2 separate regions of the Sus scrofa genome follow, and region 2 is linked to region 1. A link is a contact called in public HiChIP or PLAC-seq data. All regions are on one chromosome and are shown on one strand. The core of a region is the stretch at or near the end of the contact, and the rest is flanking DNA. Distances in the headings are between cores, read along the strand shown.

Region 1 (6,009 bases), core at 1,480-3,979:
TTGAAAACCAAGTATAGGCTAAAGGACAGAATATTGCATTAATCATCTCAAAGCTATGAGCCTTATTAATTTCCCATTTCCCATATAACCTTCTAACCAGAGAATATTAAAAGTTATGGTTAATTGAGAAAAAAATAGAAGTGCTCTTAATTCGTAACATGAGTCTCTTATCATTGACCAGACTGAATAAATACTTCACCTTCCTTTTATTCATTAGTACAAATGTTGGGGGAAAAAAAACCTTTTGTTCATTGCCTGGTTCTATTTCAAATCAACAGATATGCTGTTGAGACTCTTTTTTGTCTTTGTTGGTATTAAACAAACTAACAAATTGGATCCTCACTGATCTGCTCTAGCAATGAATTGAACAATTTAACAAGTATCTTGAGAAAAATTTCATTTACTAAACATCTGCCTTGTGCACAGTAATCTTACACCGTTAACTATGGGCTTGGGCTTTGAAATAGAACAGAAATGGGTATAAATTCTGGCTCATCCATTACAGCTACATGACTTTGAGCAAGCAACTAAGATATCAATACCTCAGTTTCTCCTCCATAAAATGAGATTATTAAATTTCCTTTATTAAATAAATTATGGGTATGAAGCCCCTAGTACATAGTAAGAACTCAGTCAATTTAAGCTTTTGTTCTTATTATGAGCTAAATAAACAGAAGTCCAGTCACTCACCCAAAAGGTTAGTGGTAAGATCCGACAGTCACTGGAAAATAATGAGATACACTCAGGGAAAACCTATCCAGGCTGAGGATACTATTATTATTAGCATCCATATCCTGTGGATGGTCCAGTTACGAATGCAAGTGCTTAAGAATCAGACCTGAGGACAGAGATTATGTTCGGTCCTGCCCTTGGCCATAGTGGTTAATGACTGGCTTGGCCTGTTCACTGAAACTGTTGTTATTGCAGACCCGGCTCGGATCCTGAGTTGCTGTTGTCTCTGGCGTTAGGCCTCTACCAGCTCCGATTCAACCCCTATCCTGGGAACCTCCATATTGGAGGGACTCCCCAAGAAATAGCAACATACAACAACAAACAACAAAACAACAACAACAAAAAAAAGACAAAAAGATAAAAAGGAGGAGATATGCTGGTGTTGGCTTAGGTACTATCTGTATCATGGAGAATTTAATTCTATGGGTGGGTCTCTATTCTTTTATAATTTCTTAGCAATTGCAAAGATCCATGAAGAAGTCCAAGAAGGAAAGGGAACAGGACTCAAAATTTTGAGAAAAAGCCCAATGTTTTAGAGACACATGAAAATCCTAACAAGAGAAGACATTCTGTAGTATGAAATATGAAATATTTTAATTATAGCTTTTATTAATATAGGTAACATAATAAGGATTGTTTGACAAAACTACCTAGTAAGTCTTGTATTAATGTTATATCTTTACAATATCTTTAGACTTTAAACAACACAATGTGCTATATAGGCACAGGAAGTTAAGAAACCATAGCATCGCCTAGATTTTTATCATAATATCAGTCATTCATCTGTGAACATGTCTCAAAATAAAAGATAAGCTATTCTATGCCATTACTCTCACCAGAGACAAATAAATTTGTTATGAGTAAGCATGAATATTTTTTTTCTTTTTTTAAAATTAGAGTTGATTTACAATGCTGTGTCAATTTCTTCTGTATGGCACAGTGACCCAGTCATAAATATATATACTTTTTTTTCTCATATTATTTTTCATCATGTTCTATCCCAAGAGACTGGATACAGTTCCCTGTGCTATACACAGGGCTTCATTGCTCATCCATCCTAAATGTAATAGTTTGCATCTACTAATGCCAAACTCCCAGTACATCCCATTCCCTCCTCTCTGGCATCCACAAATCTGTTCTCTATGTCTGCGAATCTGTTTCTTTTTTGTAGATAGGTTTATTTGTGCCATATTTTAGATTCCACATATAAGTGATATTATATGGTGAGCTAGAGTTCAAAAAGATACATGCACCCCATGTTCATTCCAGCACTATTCACAGTAGCCAAGACATGGAAGCATCCTAAATGTCCTCAATAGATAAATGGATTAAAGTAGTACATATATACAATGGAATACTACTCAGCCATAAAAAAGAATGAAATAATGCCATTTTTAGCAACATGGATGCAACTAGAGAGTCTCATACTAAGTGAAGTAAGTCAGAAAGAGAAAGACAAATACCATATGATGTCACTCATATATGGAATCTAGAATACAACATAAATGATCCTATCTAAAAAAAAAAATTAGCTCATGGACATGGAGAACAGACTTGTGGTTGCCAGGGGTGAGTGAGGGGGTAGGAGGGAGGGAGTGGGGTGGATGGGGAGTTTGGGATTGGTGGATGCAAACTGTAAGTAACATTTGGAATGGATGGGCAATGGGCTCCTACTATTCAGCACAGGGAACTATATGTGATTGTGTCACTTTGTTGTACAACAGAAACTGAAGGCAGAGAGATGAGTTCGTAATTTTTCTGGCCATAGAAAATGAGAGTCTACATTATGATGATGACAGTGGGATTGTAAATGAGAGCACAGATACAAGAAAACAGGAGACTTGTGGACTCAGCAATGGATTGAATAGAATGAGAAAAAGAAATAAAGGAAGCAAAATTTCTCAAGATTTTTCATTATGGCTTGATTGAGATGAGGGTGACTCAATGATGTGACATAAGGAAGTAAAGGAAGAGGATCTGAATAGGGTAAGGAGTGGCAGGGCTAAACTTGAACTGTTAGGTTTCGTAATATCATCCTATTATCGAAACAATAATAGGCTGGAACAGCCTATAAGTATTTTATTAGGATCTCAGATGGCTAACCATAATCTAGGTCTCTTAGAAGCTGAAATTATTTTTACAGTCAAAAATATCTAGAGAGGAGTTTCCGTCATGGCTCAGCAGTTAACAAATCTGACTAGCAACCGTGAGGTTGCAGGTTCAATCCCTGGCCTCACTCAGTGGGTTAAGGATCTGGCATTGCCATGAACTGTGGTGTAGGTCACAGACATGGCTCGGATCCTGTTTGGCTGTGGCTGTGGCTGTGGCTTTGGCTGTGGCTGTGGCATAGGCCAGTGGCTACACCTCTGATTAAACCCCTAGCCTGGGAACCTCCACATGCTGCGGGTATAGTCCTAGAAAAGAGGAGAGAGAGAGAGAGAGAGAGAGAGAGAGAGAGAGAGAGAGAGAGAGAGAGAGAGAGGCATAGCACATAAGTAATTTTTGATCAAGTCTTCAGGTAAAAAATACATAAATAAACAGAAGATCACTTGGAAATTGCTATCAGCCTTTCTGGTCCCGATGATGTTAGAGGTTGTTACATAAAAGTTTCTCCTGCAGAACTTGACTTGATAAGTAGATACCTCTTAGGAAATAATGTTCAAGAACTTACCTTTCAAAGATGGATAAAAAAAAAAGTAAAGAAGGAAAAAGCCAAGACATCTGAAAATCAGTAGAAGAATTAAATTTACCTAAAATGTTGTTTGGGCAGCAAGGGCACCATCCGGGTAGCTGGTAAGGAAAACCAACAGAGGGAAATTGGTAAAATGAAATGTCCAAAGAAAATTTCTCTCAATGGCTCTGTGACTCAGCTATTCCCTAAACCTTATTGCCAGCACTATAAATAGATTTTTTTAATGGATAGGCTTAGTTATAATTACTTCTGTTTCTAAAAACAAGGGAATGCTGTTAGCAATGAAATTCCATGATAAGGGACAAGGGCAGGTGAAGAGAGACTAAAGAGAAGAAAAGACCCATCAGGCCATGCCTGGGGGAGGAATTAAATTGACACAGTCATATCATTATCTGCACTGTGTATGGAGAAGAAAGAAAAGGTAATTTAAGATGTAAGATGCATTTTAAAGTATATTCATATCATTTGGAAGAAATAAATTTGAAGTCCATGTGGTAAAAAATTACTCAAAAGGTTAAACACTAAATTAAAATCTACAAATAAAAAAGTGAATTTTCAGCTGGATTTTTTTCCTTGGCTTTCCTTTCTTTTCATTAAAGTAAATTTAACTGGAGCATTTACACTACCATCTATAAGCACAATTCAAGGTCAGCCTTAGAAACATGTGGAACAAATCAAGGAGCTTTGTGAAAATTCATATCAAAAGAAAGTCCTCTATCTGCTTGTCACTAAAAAATTTCTTTTTAAAAAACATTCTAGGAGTTCCCGTCGTGGCTCAGTGGTTAGCGAATCCGACTGGGAACCCTGAGGTTGAGGGTTCGATCCCTGGCCTTGCTCAGTGGGTTAAGGATCTGGCGTTGCCATGAGCTGTGGCGTAGGGTGCAGACGCGGCTTGGATCCTGCATTGCTGTGGCTCTGGCATAGGCTGGCGGCTACAGTTCTGATTGGACCCCTAGCCTGGGAACCTCCATATGCTGCGGGAGCAGCCCTAGAAAAGGCAAGAAGACAAAAAAAAAAAATTTTATTCAAGTATATTGATTTACAATCTTGTGTCAGTTTTTGCTGTACAGCAAGTGACCCAGTCATACATATATATATATATATATATATATATATTCTTCTTTTCAAGATTTCCTTTTGAAATGTGAATTTTCCTGAAGATGATTCATATATTACCTTTCCATTAGTCAGTCAAACTACAGAGAGAAAAAAGATCCTATGAAACAGCTACACAAAGGGAATGAAGCATAGTAAATGTGGAAGAATTGGGGGACAGTATAAATGGAAAGGGGGAAGCGCTGCGGCTTCAACAAGATGAGGAAAAATCTTGCAAACTCTGATCAGGACGTGATTTCCTGATCATTTCTTTAAAGTTAATCCCCAATTTTTTTTTTCTGGAGTTTTCTAGGATTAGCTTGCCTAATACTCTTCTTTTCTCTCCCCCCCCCCTTTTCTGGGCCACACCTGCAGCATATGGATGTTCCCAGGCGAGGGGTCTAATGAGAGCTGCAGCTGCCGGCCTACACCACAGCCACAGCAATGCCAGATTGCAGCCACATCTGTGACATATACCACAGCTCACAGAAACAGCAGATCCTTAACCCACTGAGCAGGGCCAGGGATGGAACCTGCAGCCTCATGGATACTAGTTGCGAGTAACCCTCTGAACCACAACAGAAACTCCAATATTCTTCTTTTCCACAACAAAACTTTCTTCCCTAGAAGTCCATGTACTTGAGAAATGAGCCTCTGAAGCATTAATCTTCTCTAGTTCCTTGTGTCCTATGATAATTTATAAGTCCTATTTGCATTTGCTAAGATTTTTACCTTAGATAGCTACTGGGGAAAAGGTAGGTTCGGACAATATACCATGAGGAAGTTACAGAAATGTAAGAGCTATATTAGTTACAGGTAGCTTTATCTTCACGGGATATGACTGGGGCTAGACCACACCGTTTTTTTAAGACTAAGAGTCAGGCCTGCCCAGAACTTCAACTGATCTAGGTAAACCCCAAGCAACTATTACTCAACTTTGTACCAGTAAGACCCCTCCTTCAACACTTTCCATAAAGATAACTCATTGTCAACTGTAGAATCAAGGGGAAATTCCAGACCAGTACCAAGTCTCCCTTTTTCCAAACAGAATTTCACATTTAGCCACTTCCTACCACCTTCTACTTTGCATAAATAAATGAGAAACAAAATCGGTCTTGGAATTAAAATGATTGCAAACTTTCTACACAAAGTTGTTCTCATCCTTTTTTGCACCCTCATAAACTGCATTTAAAAAATAATTTAAAGTTGTTTTGGTCTGTTTTTCATTTCAAGTAAAAATTAGCACACCCTGACTAGTACTGGGGACCTGGAATTTAGGAGTTGATTTGGGATATGATTCCTGTGCTCTTCGTGCTTAGTTCTATCATCTTATAAAATAATTAGACAGCACCCCTGCTGTTTCAGGTAAGCAGGTCTGAAGCATTTACCAAGTGCCCCATCCTTTGGCACAGGTCTGCCTTTTGTTCCCTAATCAGCTCCTGTGAAGAAACCAGCCTGAACCTCAGACACACATAGAAAAAGAATGGCCA
Region 2 (5,806 bases), core at 1,475-3,974, 310 kb after region 1:
GAATTCCTAGAACTTCTTCTTATCTAAGATTACACCTACTCCCTAGGTGCTCTAATCTAGTCCAAGAGCTTCATATTCTGTCTATATGAGGATGACTCCTAAATCACCATCCTTGACCACTCAAACACTAAATGTGCACATCCAATCACCTATAGGACACCTCTTAATATCCTCAAAACCCAACACATATTTCCTACTCAGTAGCCTCTGAAATATATTCTCCATCAATCTCTGAATAAATGAGCATCTCTACCATTACTACCTTACTTATCCAATCAAAATCCTAAAGGCAGTCTTTGATTTTTCCCTTTCTCAGACTCCCCACATTCAATCCATTAGCAAGGCTGGATCATGGTACAATCGCAACACATCCATGTGGAATGGATGGATGGATAAATGAGCAAGTGTGAGCAACTGTATTATATCAGAAGTAGAAATTATGAAAAACTACTCTTTATAGTCCAAAGATACAACCAATATCATGCATTCTTAACATGTCTTTTTCAGAATATATGGGGACTGTACCAATTCACATCCCCACCAACAGTGAAGGAGAGTACCTTTTCTCCACATCCTCTCCAGCATTTGTTATTTGTGGACTTATTAATGATGGTCATTCTAACAGGTGTGAGGTGGTATCTCACAGCAGTTTTGATTTGCATTTCTCTAATAATCAGTGATGTTGAGCATTTTTTCATGTGCTTGTTGGACATCTGTATATCTTTTTTGAGAAATGTCTATTCAAGCCTTTTGTCCATTTTACAACTGGGTGTTGGTTTTTTTTTTTTTTTTTTTTTGCTGTTGAGTTGTATTAGTTGCTTGTATATTTTAGAGATTAAGCCCTTGTCAGTTGCATTGTTTGAAACTATTTTCTCCCATTCTGTAGGTTGTCTTTTTGGTTTTTTTATGGTTTCCATTTCTGTGCAAAAGTTTGTCAGTTTGATTGGGTCCCATTGGTTTATTTTTGCTTTTATTTCTGTTGCCCTGGGAGACTGACCTAAGAAAACATTTGTATGGTTGATGTTAGAGAATGTTTTGCCTATGTTCTCTTCTAGGAGTTTGAGGGTATCTTGTCTTACATGTAAGTCTCTAAGCCACTTTTGAGTTTATTTTTGTGCATGGTGTGAGGGTGTGTTCCAGCTTCACTGATTCACATGCGGCTGTCCAGCTTTCCCAGCACCACTTGCTGAAAAGACTGTCTTCTTCCCATTTTATATTCTTGCCTCCTTTGTCAAAGAATAATTGACCATAGGTGTCTGGGTTTATTTCTGGGTACACTATTCTGTTCCATTGGCCTGTATCTCTATTTTGGTACCAGTACCACACTATCTTGATTACTGTAGCTTTGTAATATTGCCTGAAGTCTGGGAGAGTTATGCCTCCTGCTTGGTTTTTGTTCCTCAGGATAGCTTTGGCAATTCTGGGTCTTTTGTGGTTCCATATAAATTTTTGGATTGTTTGCTCTAGTTCTGTGAAAAATGTCATGGGTAATTTGATAGAGATTGCATAAACTCTGTAGATTGCTTTGGGTAGCAGGGCCATTGTTACAATATTAATTCTTCCAACCCAAGAGCATGGAATATCTTTCCATTTTTTTAATCCTCTTTAATTTCTTTGATTAATGGTTTATAGTTCTCATCATATAAGTCTTTCACCTCCTTGGTTAGATTTATGCCTAGGTATTTAATTTTTTCAGGTATGATTTTAAAAGGTATTGTATTTTTGTATTCTTTTCTAAAATTTCATTGTTAGTATACAGAAATGCAACCAATTTCTGAATGTTAATCTTGCATCCTGCTACGTTGCAGAATTCACTGATCAGTTTCAGTAGTTTCTGTATGCAGTCCTTAGGGTTTTCTATATATAGTATCATGTTATCTGCATACAGTGACAATTTCAACAACTAAATATAGAACCATCATATGACCCAGCAATCCCACTCTTGGGCATATATCCAAACAAAACTTTCCTTAAAAAAGACACATGAACCCATATGTTCACTGCAGCACTGTTCACAATAGCCAAGACATGGAAACAACCCAAATGTCCATTGACAGGTGAATGGATTAAGAAGATGTCATACACACACACACACACACACACACACACACACACACACAAAATGGAATACTACTCAGCCATAAAAAAGAATAAAATCATGCCATTTACAGCAACATGAGATGGAACTAGAGACTCATCCTGAGTGAAGTAAGAAAGAGAAAGACAAATACCATATGATATCACTTATATATGGAATCTAATATACGACACAAATGAACCTTTCCACAGAAAAGAAAATCATGGACATGGAGAACAGACTTGTGGTTGCCATGGGGGAGGGGGAAGGAAGGGGATGGACTGGGAATTTGGGGTTAATAGATGCAAACTATTGCCTTTGGAATGGATAAGCACTGAGATCTGCTATAGCACAGGGAACTATATCTAGTCACTTGTAATGGAACATGATGGAGGATAATGTGAGGAAAAGTACACACACACACACACACACACACACGCACACACGTATACACACACACATACATACATATATGACTGGGTCACTTTGCTATACAGTAGAAATTGACAGAACATTGTAAATCAACTATAACAGAAAACATAAAAAATAAAAAGAGCAAAAAGAAAAAAAAAGAACATATGGGGAAATGAAACCTGTAGTAAATATGCTGAGATTTATAGCAAGAGTCCTCACTTCTCTAATTTGTTCACTTCCCCTTATATTACTGGTATGGTTTGCCCAGTGCTACTATTTTGGAAGATCAAATTTCTCTTCTGTTAACTAGTTTAAATAAATTCTGACATGATGCATTTTCAGATTCTTCCTCTCCAAATATAATAAATCCCTAAACTTCTATAACATACTGATTGCCATATATTGACTTTGTAACTGCTCAGGTGAAAACCTGGAGAAGAAAACTAATTAAACTAACTTTCCAGATGAAAGAAGCAGTAGCTTTGGTGTACCAGAGCAGAAAGATAATGAGTCCTATCAAATTATCTCTGGAAGCCACTTCTGAGGGTAGAATAAATAAGGTATTTTCTTCAACTTTGTATTTTAGTGCAATATTTTCTATTTGCTTTTCAAGCCTAATTCAATTAAAAAGGCGAACAATTAATATTTTTAGTAATGAGAAATATCAATTCACTTTTCTTCTAGTACATAAAAACATTAGTGCCTCTAAAAATGGCTTGGGTCATTGCTTTTTCCATAAAGGAGCAAAAACACTGAGCCAAGGTTGATTCACATAGCCATTAGCATCTTAGTTCACTAACTGTCATCTACACTCCTTTTAAGCTCTTTTGAATTCAAAGATGATTTACCAGATGATAAGTGTACAAAGCATACACTTCAATAAAAATTCTAAGGTCCAAGCTGTACTGACAAATCAATCACGAGACAGTTCCTCTTGACCTGGCCTCCCACAGAGGTACCAGTGGTCACAAGCGCACAGCCTAGCCACTGGCCCTGGGAAATCATTTCATAACACACACACTCTTGACAGGAAGCCTATGGTATATTTTGAAACCCCCCTTCTCACCTAGGTAACGAACCTAATCATTTCTGTATTTCCATCCCCAGTATGAGAAAGCTAATGTAAGTGAAAAGATAAAGACATCATGCTAAAAAAGAATGAAGAAGCAAATGATTTAAAGAGGAGCAGAAACTTTCAATACAAGAAGATGGAAACTATAGACCATCTCTGTGTCCACTGAGGGCTTGAAGCATGCTTTTCAGCCTTTAGGAAGAAATTCCTGAGAGTAAACAGACAACGGAGAAAGCTGTTAAATAAAGCTGTGGTGACTTTTTCGCTACAATGGGACTTAGTGGCTTAAAACTTGGGTTTTTGGAGTCACGAAAAAAAGTAATAAACAAAGGAATTTATTCAGCCGCTTCCTGCATAGATCATGAAAAACTACCATTTAAAGTTAAACCCCTGGAGTCACCATTGTGGCTCAGGGGTTAACGACCCTGATTAGCATCCATGAGGAAGGGGGTTCAATCCCTAGACTTGCTCAGTGGGTTAAGGATCTGGCATTGCTGTGAGCTATGGTGTAGGTCGCAGATGATGCGGCTCAGACCCCACGTGGCTGTGGCTGTGGCATAGGCAGGTAGCTACAGCTCTGATTGGACCCCTAGCCTGGGAACCTCTATATGCCATGGGTGCAGCCCTAAAAGACGAAAAGAATAAAATAAATGAATTAAGACCCTGCACTCTGTGACAAATGATGTGACCTTGAATAAGTCACTTAACTTCTCTACCCTCAATTTTCTCCCTAGGAAAATGGAAAACAATAGCATCTCTCCTGAGGGTTTGATTTGAAGGTTGATAATAATAATAGCCAACACTTACTATGTGCTATTATATACCAGGCACTCTTAAAGTACTTTGGTAGTATAAATTCACTTAATCCCCAGAGTAATTGTAAGAAGTATATAAATACTACTTTTATCCTTACTTTGTAGAAGAGGAAACTGAGCCACAGAAACGTGCTCCAGGAACCAGAAGCATCAGCATCGTTTGGAAGATTGTTAGAAATGCTAAATGTCAAGCCCCACTCAGGTGACTGCTTCCAAATCTACCTTTTAATAAGTTTGACAGAGGATTCCTATGCATGTTTAAGTCTCAGGAGCACCTGACTAAAAACCACCTTACAAGAAGTGGTGGAGGGGAGAGCTGACAATTTACAGACATCATTCCATAACCACTGTACTACACCTTCTCTTTGCATTAGAGAATACATGTACAATACCTACTATATACCAAGTAATAAATATTTTTATAATAATATTTTAAAGGTGTTTCATAAATAATTAAATAGAGAGAGAGAGGGAGAGAGTTTGGATTCTTGAAAAAAGACCAAGGAGTCCCATTGCGGCTCAGCAGGTTAAGAACTCAACATAGTGTCCATGAGGATGTGGGTTCAATCTCTGGCCTCACTCAGTGGGTTAAGAATCTGGCAGCGCTGCAAGCCGTGGCTTTGGCATTGCTGTGGCTGTAGTATAGGCCAGCAGCTACAGCTCCGATTAGACCCCTAGCCTGGGAACTTCCATATGCCGCAGGTGCGGCAATAAAAAGAAAAAATAAATAAATAAAATTAAAAATTAAAAAACAATAAAAGAGGAGTTCCTGTCCTGGTGCAGCAGAAAGGAATCTGACTAGGAACCATGAGGTTGTGGGTTCAATTCCTGGCCTCGCTCAGTGGGTTAAGGATCCAACATTGCCATGAGCTGTGGTGTATGTAGGTCACAGACACAGCTCGGATCCCACGTTGCTGTGGCTCTGGGACAGGTCAGCGGCTACAGTTCTGATTAGACCCCTAGCCTGGGAACCCCCATATGCCTCGGGTGTGGCCCTAAAAAGACAAAAAGACCAAATAAATAAATAAATAAAATAAAAGGCTGAAATCATTATCACATAACACTTAGCACTGACAGGAATTTGAGTCACAGAATTCTAGAACTTCAACATTAAAAGGGAACATAAAAAGCCAAGAATTCAAATCTCCTATTTTATTTCTATGGAAATTGATGCTGACAGAAAGATGAAGTAATTTGACCAAGGCGAACCAGTAAATTAGGGGCACAGCTAGGATATGAATTTGAGCTTCCTAGGTCTGCAATTACGCCATCATTACTGGCTTCTCTTTATTCCCTGCTACTGCGCAGGTCAAAAAAAGACATCTGAATAAGTAAGCAATTAGTAGATGCAAGTGGTTTCACATTACTATTTAAAGTGTTCTGCCAACCACAGAGGCAAATTCTAATGTCCATGAATATAAAATATCT

Evidence for each region. HiChIP or PLAC-seq counts read pairs in DNA pulled down with a chosen protein or histone mark.
Region 2: an H3K27ac HiChIP or PLAC-seq map of alveolar macrophages shows a contact between it and region 1. The contact joins two enhancer-like sites.

What each region holds. Positions count from the first base shown.
Region 1 is chr16:25,207,237-25,213,245 of Sscrofa11.1, forward strand. All of the region lies in intron 2 of LOC106506472 (a long non-coding RNA gene), which reads right to left. Among named protein-coding and RNA genes, the nearest start is that of DAB2, 430 kb to the left of the region's middle. Within about 2 kb of position 2,730, at least 1 of the 83 cell types and tissues checked has an H3K27ac peak or open chromatin away from gene starts, as enhancers often do. A contact at or near this core is called in alveolar macrophages, where this site is marked.
Region 2 is chr16:25,522,222-25,528,027 of Sscrofa11.1, forward strand. All of the region lies in intron 1 of LOC106506472 (a long non-coding RNA gene), which reads right to left. Among named protein-coding and RNA genes, the nearest start is that of PTGER4, 150 kb to the right of the region's middle. Within about 2 kb of position 2,725, at least 1 of the 83 cell types and tissues checked has an H3K27ac peak or open chromatin away from gene starts, as enhancers often do. A contact at or near this core is called in alveolar macrophages, where this site is marked.